Regions from separate parts of the Bos taurus genome. Here region 1 is linked to region 2. A link is a contact called in public Hi-C data. All regions are on one chromosome and are shown on one strand. Each heading gives the region's core, a stretch centred on a gene start, on an enhancer-like site or on the middle of the called end of the contact. The rest is flanking DNA. Distances are from core to core; before and after follow the strand shown. Region 1 holds the start of NDFIP2 (Nedd4 family interacting protein 2). Region 2 has its middle 33 kb from the start of NDFIP2.

Region 1 (4,053 bases), core at 55-2,554, 33 kb before region 2:
AACTAAATTACCACCTCAAAGTTTACAGAATAACATGCTACCTAGCTGCAAGGAAATAGTCAACTATAGCTGAGTCCATTTTTAAACAGGGTTTACCTAGGACTCTCCAATGAGAAGAAAAATATATACTAGAAAAACGGACACGGGAAAACACAGAGGGCCACTTTTCACTCATTTCAACTTACAAAGGATTAATATGGTTAAACTGGAAAACCTTGTACTTAAAGAAAATTAATTTTTCAAACACGATGAGCATTTTTAGGAAAACTTCCTGTTTCCCCTCCCACCAATTAAAAAAAAAATAGGAAAAAAAAGTCGTTTTTCTAATAAAAACAGAAAAGGCCAAAATGACAAGGTTAACTAGGACTAAGAAATAGATAGATCAGCCCCACGACTTTCTCTACAGTTGCGCAATTTTTAAACCCACACTTTTTTTTTTTTAAGCCAAATCCACATCCCACCCCACCTAGTGCTTACCTCTCCCTCCTTCCCACCCACTCCATCTATGACGAAGATCACCTTCCCAGCAGGTATGTTAACTCATTTCCAGTACACAATCCACTGGAAAATCTCTGAAGTAACTGGGTCAGGGCATGACGAAATGATCGAGAAAGTGAGAAATAAAAGAGATATAAGTTCTAAAAGGAGGCGGGGGGCGGGGGGGGGGGGGCGATGTCTAACAGCGGAAGGATAAGGACCTAAAAGACGACCTGGGTCTAGAAAGAAGGGTCTCAAAGGATCCACAGGCAGGCTCCAATACGAGAGATGTGAAGGAAGCACGGTCCTGCCAGAAGAGCCAAAAACAAATCATCCAACATGCCCCACCGGGGATAACCGGTGGAAAGGGGCTCTGGAATCCACGGGGGGCGGAGGGGTGGGGGGACAATCCCGGGGTTCCGGGAGGCGCAGGAGGCCGGGGCTGGGGACAGAAACTCACCACCTGGTAGCGGCCAGTCCCCGCCTGGTGGTGATCCATCCTGCCCGGCTCGGGGTCCGGCTTCCGAGTGGGTGAGTCCCCTCGGCACTCAGCCCCCTCGGCCACCCCCTTCAACGACGTCGTCGCCTCAGCGACTCTTCCGCCTCTGTTTCTGCGGCCGCGATCGCCCGGCCGGGCCGCCTCACTTCCCGTCGCTGCCGCAGAAGCCGCGGAAACCTCCGCGTCGGCCGCAGCTTGGGGGCGAAGCTCCGGGGCGCCGTGCGCGCTACTGAGCATGCTCGGGATGGTCGCGCATGCTCGCTGGGTCCTCCGGCGTCCCATCCGCGTCGCAAGGGGGGGTTTCGCTGGGTGGGATGAAATGGGATGAAATGGAAAAGTCAGGCAAGTCCAGGGGAGCGATCTAGGTTGTCAGCCTGTCGGGAGTGGGTGGTGGCTAAAGGAGCGGAGAAAAAAAATTATCACCGTCCTTGATTGGTCTTTTCAGTCCGAAGGGTTGCTTGCAGGCAGAGTCACGTTGTCGAGGATAAAAGAGACGCATTCCAGGAACACTTGAGGACAGGTCACCGTGTTTCCTCACACGTCTTGTTATCCACCCAGCCTAGAACAATGCTAGGACACTCCTAAAAGACTTATTCAAAAACCATTAGTGAGTTAAGAGATATCATTTTAGGTTGTTTTGTTTGTCCCCTTCTTGCTAATAAGAGATTTAAGAGTCCAACAAGGAGTCTTCAGCCACACTCATGTATCTCGCCGAGGAAAGGAGCCCCTAGAGCACTAGGTTACTGAAAGGATACAAGAAGATAATGAAATAATATAGGACTCTTCTAGGGTCATATTCACATCAGTAATTCCAAAGGGTTTAACAGTAAAGATTCGCTTTGTGTGCAGTAAGACGATCTCAATAACCGGTTAACCACACTTGACCTACCGTGTGTATCTCCCACCAGACACAAAGCATGTTTCTCTAGCAAGTAAAAGAATATGATGGGGCGGTGTTCTCTTTAACCCAAAGAGTTTCGATACACTGAAAACTATGATCCCACGTGATTTGGCTCAGTTGTCTTTTCTATTTTACTTCCCTCCTGAATCCCCAAAGGAGATTCCCTGCAATGAAAAAGGCTAGTGGGTGCGCCTCATCACCTAGTTAAAAACAGCAAAAATACAACAAGGAGAGACATTCATTGAGAGAGCAACTGAAAAATGTAAGCCTTCCCCGTTGTTTTATTCAAGGCATTGATCAGTTCTTGGTATTTCTGCCATCTTGACACATCTAGTGGTGGAAAGTATTAATAGGCTGATACAATAAGAGGCAACGATAATGTCATACTTAAATGTCTTTAACCTTTCTTTGTGCTTAGTTGCTCAGTCGCTGAGTCCTGTCCCACTTATTGTGATCCCAGGGACTTTTGCCCGCTGTGCTCCTGTCCATGGAATTTCCCAGGCAAGAATACTGGAGTGGGTAACTATTTCCTCCTCCAGGATATCTTCCCTACCCAGGGATTGAACCCAAGTTTCCCACATTGCAAGCGGATTCTTTACCATCTGAGCCACCGGGGAAGCCCAGGCTTTCTTCAGGTGTAACTTAATGCATTTTCGGTTTAAGATAATAAACATGACATTTCATTGTGTAGCTGTACAGGAACTCACTCTCACAATTTCACCTCAAATGATATTACCTTTCAACAATCAAGACAACCACCAGTGTCAGCAAAATGAAATTAGAGCCCTACATCGCTTATGATCTATACCATTCCTTTAGAACTTAATTTTATATGCAGCTGCACTTTCATTAATCATTTATATGTCCATTTGTCTTTCAAACAAGCTGCTGCACAGAACGGAGGCCATTTTTTACACCTAGCACACCCAGAACAGTAATGAGAACATAATGGTGAAAACCAGTGACCTGACCAAAAGTAAACATCCTAAATCTTGTTAGAGTAACAGATCTTTCAGTTTTACTCTCCTCCCAAGTTTTGTGAATGGTTTGGTAATTTAGAGAGCAGGTGACAAAATTCAACAGGAAAGTGTCTTTTCAGTGAAGAGGAGGAAGAGAAAGAGGGGAAAGAAAAGGAGAAGAGCTAATATGTGTTGACCCCTTCCCAAGCCAAGAACTGCATGAGCTGTTATTTTGTCTTCACAGCATCTCCATGATGTAGGCACGATTGTCATCCAGGTTTAACAAATCAGGAAACTAAGGCACTGGGAGGTTCAGGAACTTTCCAAAGCCAATCGCTAACAAGTGGTGACAGACTCCAGAGCCCCCACTATGTTAAGCACCATGCTGCAATACATCCTTAAAATGAACCATCCAACCAGCGAACCAACTCCTTTCTCTTTCTGTCCACTGTTGCACTTCATTGTGAAATGGGCAGAAAGAGCTCAGAATGGCTCTCCAGAGGACAATGAGAATCTCTGATCTCACACAGATCAAGGAGGTGGTATTTCAGGAAGTCAGACTGGATCTTTGATGGATCACAAGCAGAAGAGTTGTCCCATAGGAGCAACTTTTGGGCGAAGGCATGGGGGTAATGATATTCTGATCATTTTAGAGGCCTTAAGCAACATCTGATATTTTTCATCTTTAATCTTTTGGTGGTGACAAGTCTAGTTACCTAAGGTGGTGGTCTACCACCATAAACCCAAGTGGAATTTTATAAATATTTATTTATTTGCTTTATTATTTATTTGGCTGCATTAGATCTTAGGTGTGGCATGTGGGATCTTCGCTGTGTCACCTGGGATTTTTCATTGCAGTGCTTGGTGTCAGTATCTGCAACGTACAGGCCCAGCTGCTCCGATTCATGTAGGATCCTACTTCCCTGACCAGGGATCAAGCCCAAGTCCCCAACATTGCAAAGTGGACTCTCAACCGATGAACCACCAGGGAAGTCCCTCATGTGGAATTTTAGAATTAGAGTACACCTCACTAAGACCTCTTCACCACCAAAGACAGTGCCAGCAAAAATTTAATTAGTAGTACTGGGGCAGATGTGGAGATAAGATGTCTGGATTCCCTGTCATGAAAGTGCCCTCTGCCTAGAGCCATCCAGCTGTTAGTTTTGTTGGGGTTTCCTTCAGCTTTTTACTCTGAAGTCCCGCTATTTTCAGGGTGG
Region 2 (4,456 bases), core at 847-3,346:
AGTGAACTCCGGGAGCTGGTGATGGACAGGAAGGCCTGGCGTGCTGCAGTCCATGGGGTCGCAAAGAGTCAGACACGGGTGGTGACTGAACTAAACTGAACTGATGTTACACAGCTGTCATACAGGGTGACCTTTTGCTATTGGCCAGTTCCTTTGTCTCCTACTTGTGTTGGCTCCCTTCTTTCCTGTAGCCCCTGAAGTTTGTTGTCCTGGATACTCCCTCATGTTGAAGTACCTTCTCCAGTAGTTTCCTACAAGTTCATGTTTGAATTCTCAGGTATCTGCAAATGTCTTTATCTACCCTCACTGTGCTCATGCTCAGTCGCTTAGTTGTGTCTGATTCTTTGTGATGCCATGGACTGTAGCCCACCAGACTCCTCTGTCCATGGGATTCGCCATGCAAGAATACTGGAGTGGGTTGCCATGCCCTCTTCCAGGGTATCATCCCAACCCAGGATCATACCTGTGTCTCCTGGGTCTCTTGCATCTCCTGCATTACAGGCGGATTCTTTACCACTGAGCCACTGGGGAACCCATCTACCCTTATACTTGATTATCAATTTGTCTGGGTGGAAATCACTGTCTCACAAATGTTTGAAGAATGGCTTCCTTGTCCTTAGGATGCTGGATAGCTGCTAACAAGTCTGATGCCATAAGGTTCTAATTCTCTTGCATGTAAAGACACTTAAAAAAAAAAAAAAGACACTTTCATGATTCCTTCATGACTGGTGTTCTGAAATTTTATGACCATGTGCCTTGGTTTGGATCTTTCTTCATTTATGTTGCTGATATTCAACAGGATACTTTCAATCTGAAGACTCATGGCCTAAATTCTGGGAAACTTGCTTGTTCTCTTTTTCTTGAACTCCTCTTTCTTCAGATATTCTCCTAGATTGATCCTTATGATCTATTACATTTTTTTTAATGAAGGTTTTTTTTCTTTGATATTTTGTCATTTTTTTTTTCTGGTAGATTTTCTTAAATTCATTGTTCATCTCTTCTATCAAAGATTTTATCTACCATATAGTTAAATTTCTAATAGCTCTTCTTCGCCACTTTTCATTTCATCCTGTTTTTGTTTTTTAGAGATGCTATATTTAGGGGGAGGTTAGGTATGCACTAGCCTGTTTATATTTGGGCATCAGGTCAGGAAGGGATGGTTGGTAGCCTTCACTGGAGAAATATGAAGAAGAAAGGTACTAACACACTTGCTAAGGTCACCAGGAATGAGGTAGTATCAGAATTCCTGCTTCTCAAAGTGGGTTCAGGACTGTCCTTATTTAGCTAATGGAGCAACATTTTCAAAATTCAGATACAACTGAAGAGTGTGGTTTAGGTTACAGCAGATATTAGACAATCTAAGGGACCAAGAATGATTTCTAACCAGACAACTTTCTTATTTTGAGTGTATTAAGCTCTCACCCATACTAAAAGATCCATTTAAACTTTATTTTTGTCTTCTAATTTTCTGGCTACAGGTTCAGAAATAACTTGGGCTGCTTTAGAGATGATAGATACTTGCCCAGCTTTTTCTCTTTTGATACTATTCACAGTAATACTTGATATCCACAAACTTTATCACACAGAATTACTTCCCTCAGTTTCTTTGTTTATGACTCTTTCTCTTTACTGAGCTAAACTTACACTTTGCAGTTCTTTTCATTTTATTTTTTTGCTTGTTTGTTTTTTAAATCTTTTCTGAAAGACTGATCAAGTAGCCAAAATCTATGCACCTTCTCCAGCTGTCGAATGAGCCTCAGATTCGTCTCTCTCTCTCTTTTGTTTACCCCCAAAAGAATCCAACTGTATTAACTTCCCTTCATGAAGTTCTACAACAGTTTGGGTGAGGACAAATATCACAGCTTCACCCCTCCCTTCAGCTGGTTGGCCCACATTTCTTTAGAGGTGGAATTGCATGGGATATGAAAACAGGGGCAACTGGAACGTTGTTGAAGAAGGGAGAAGCAGTCCACCCCTTTCTTTTGAAGGCAGTAGAAGCTGGCATGTACTGATTTACAGACCCAAATTTTAGACCTGTCTCAGCAGTGGCTGCGCCATTTCCTCTCTCTCAGAGTCACTGCCCTGAGTCACTGCCTAGCTGTTGCTAGGTGCTTGTTTTCTAAGTAGTAACACACTCCACCCCCACTTCTCCACACACAGAGTTCTGGGGAATTGCCCCAATTTGCAGCTCTGCTGAGGTGGTTTGTGACTCATCCTCTTTTCTCTCTAATGACCTTTTAGAGCCACAAGAATAATCCCTGTTTTTATTTTATTTTATTATTTTTTGGTCATTTCTCTTGTAGGGCTCTTATTTATTTGAACACTGGTATAATGAAGTCTAAAATCAATGACTATGTTTTGCATACCATTTATATAAAATTGGCTTTCTCTTCTGCTTCCTAGATAAAATGTTTTATTTCCATTGGGGGAAAAAGAGCAGGAGGATCTTATTTCCTGTGGGACTGTGGACTATATTTTCCCATTAAATGCTATCAGTAATTGTCCAAAATAAAATATAGAACTGCAATCTTAGGCATTCTATTAAGGATCTGTTTATTCAAAACTTTATTTACAGTATCTCTCCTAGAATGACAAAGATTACCAGTGCAAGCAAAATTCCCACATTCAATTTGTACATTATACTGCAATCTCAAGTGATTTTAAAAAAAAAAGATATCTTAACCCCAGTATCTTTGTTTTATTTTATTGTTACACTTTAAACCTGTTATCATAAGTAAATATCCTCACCTTTGAAAAAACTTACTGGCTAACATTTTCTGTTAGAGCTCTTGGCATACTTTTTAGCATTTTAACCTCCCATAAAGTGGAGAAACCCTAGTGAATGGGCCATAGAAAACATCTTTGTGTTTGTACTTAACTCCCATCACCAGCCCTGGAGCCAACAGGATTAGAGAATTTTAAGCAGCTCAGTTTTGTTGGAACATAAGGTGTGAAGGTGGGAATGGCAGAAGATGATGTAGGAGAGTGTTAAGGAGCTTACATTTTGTTATTTTAGAGTTTGTCATAGGTCTGGAGAAAAAGGCTGGACACAAGCTAATTTTAGGTAGTTTAAAATCTAATTTAGAGCAACTCTCCTAAATTTAAAAAACTATATTTTAAGCAATTCAGAGGAAAGAGTATAAGGCTCCAATATAGTTCAAGAGGGTTTAAAACTCCAGAAATATTTCTCACCATATAATTCAAATGGTCCTGGTAATCACAGTGAGTAGATGATACGCACTGTAGTGTTATTGGTTTAGTATACTCATGAGTGGGTGAAAGGGGAGATAGCAAAAGAAAAAATAAGATTCACACTGAATTTTTTTTGGTAATTTCACATTTAAATTGTAGTTGTATATATTTATTTATATATATAAAATTTTTGTGTATAAATATATATATATGTGATATTACACGCACACATGCATGTGTATATATGTCTATATAGTGGGAAAAAAAGCATATAACTCTGGAATAGGCTTCCCAGGTGGCGCTAGTAGTAAAGAATCCACCAGCCAACACAGGAGACATAAGAGATGCAGGTTCAGTCCTTGAATCGGGAAGATCCTCTGGAGGAGGACATGGCAACCCATTCCAGTATTCTTGCCTGGAGAGTCCCATGGACAGAGAAGCCTGGTAGGCTACAGTCCACGGGGTTGCAAATAGTCAGATACAACTGAAGTGACTTAGCTCACACTCACTCATGGACAGTGTCAAATGGTAGAACTATGTCTAAAGAATAAACTGAGATTATATTTTAAATACCATACATAGCAAGCTGTTTCTTTTTTCCTTTCTGCTTACTTCCTTTCCTCCCCCACACCTTCCCTTCTTCCTTTTTTTTTTTTTTTATTTGACCAAGAAGGAAAAAAAAAAGAGAGAGAGAGAGAAAGAAAAGGAAGAAAAAGCAGAGAGAGAGAAAAGAAGAGAAGAAAGGAAGGAGGGGAGGAGGAGAAAAGAGAAAGAAAGAAGCCCAAGTTCCAGCTCCAGGGGCTAGCACCTGCATGTGGGAGTCCCAGCCAAGCCTGCCATGGTTCCAGCATGTTTCATGCATGTTTCCAGTTGGCCATTGTTGCATGGTGGCAATAAGACATTAATAAGCCCAAGTCATTTTTATATAACCTATGTACTAGGAGTAAGATGGTGTCTATGACACAGTAAAAACTCTACCTAGAACCTGGATGAGACACACATAATAGCATTTGCTTAAGACAGTTTTAGAAACCATATAATTTAACTATAGGGTTTCCCTGATGGCTCACTGGTAAAAAATCTGCCTGCCAATGCAGTAGATGCAGTTTTGATCCCTGGGTCGGGAAGATCCCCTGGAGAAGGAGATGGCAACATATTCCAGTATTCTTGCCTGGGCAATCCCATGGACAGAGGAGCCTGTGGGCTACAGTCCATAGGGTCACAGAAGAGCTGGACATGACTTATAGACTAAACAACAACAATT

Evidence for each region. Hi-C and Micro-C count contacts between places; a contact is called where the count stands out from the background.
Region 1: a contact with region 2 is called in a Hi-C map of an unstated tissue, with 1.8 times the contacts expected there. The contact joins the promoter of NDFIP2 here to the enhancer-like site in region 2. A contact is called at or near these places in 2 of 11 Hi-C or Micro-C datasets (8-cell embryo and an unstated tissue).

Annotation. Positions count from the first base shown.
Region 1 is chr12:54,575,888-54,579,940 of ARS-UCD2.0, reverse strand. It overlaps NDFIP2 (Nedd4 family interacting protein 2), which reads right to left and starts at 1,304. Exons shown (of 8, transcript NM_001205720.1): 1 at 938-1,304. The coding sequence starts at 1,258.
Region 2 is chr12:54,543,436-54,547,891 of ARS-UCD2.0, reverse strand. No RefSeq gene overlaps it. Among named protein-coding and RNA genes, the nearest start is that of NDFIP2, 33 kb to the left of the region's middle. Within about 2 kb of position 2,096, at least 34 of the 102 cell types and tissues checked have an H3K27ac peak or open chromatin away from gene starts, as enhancers often do.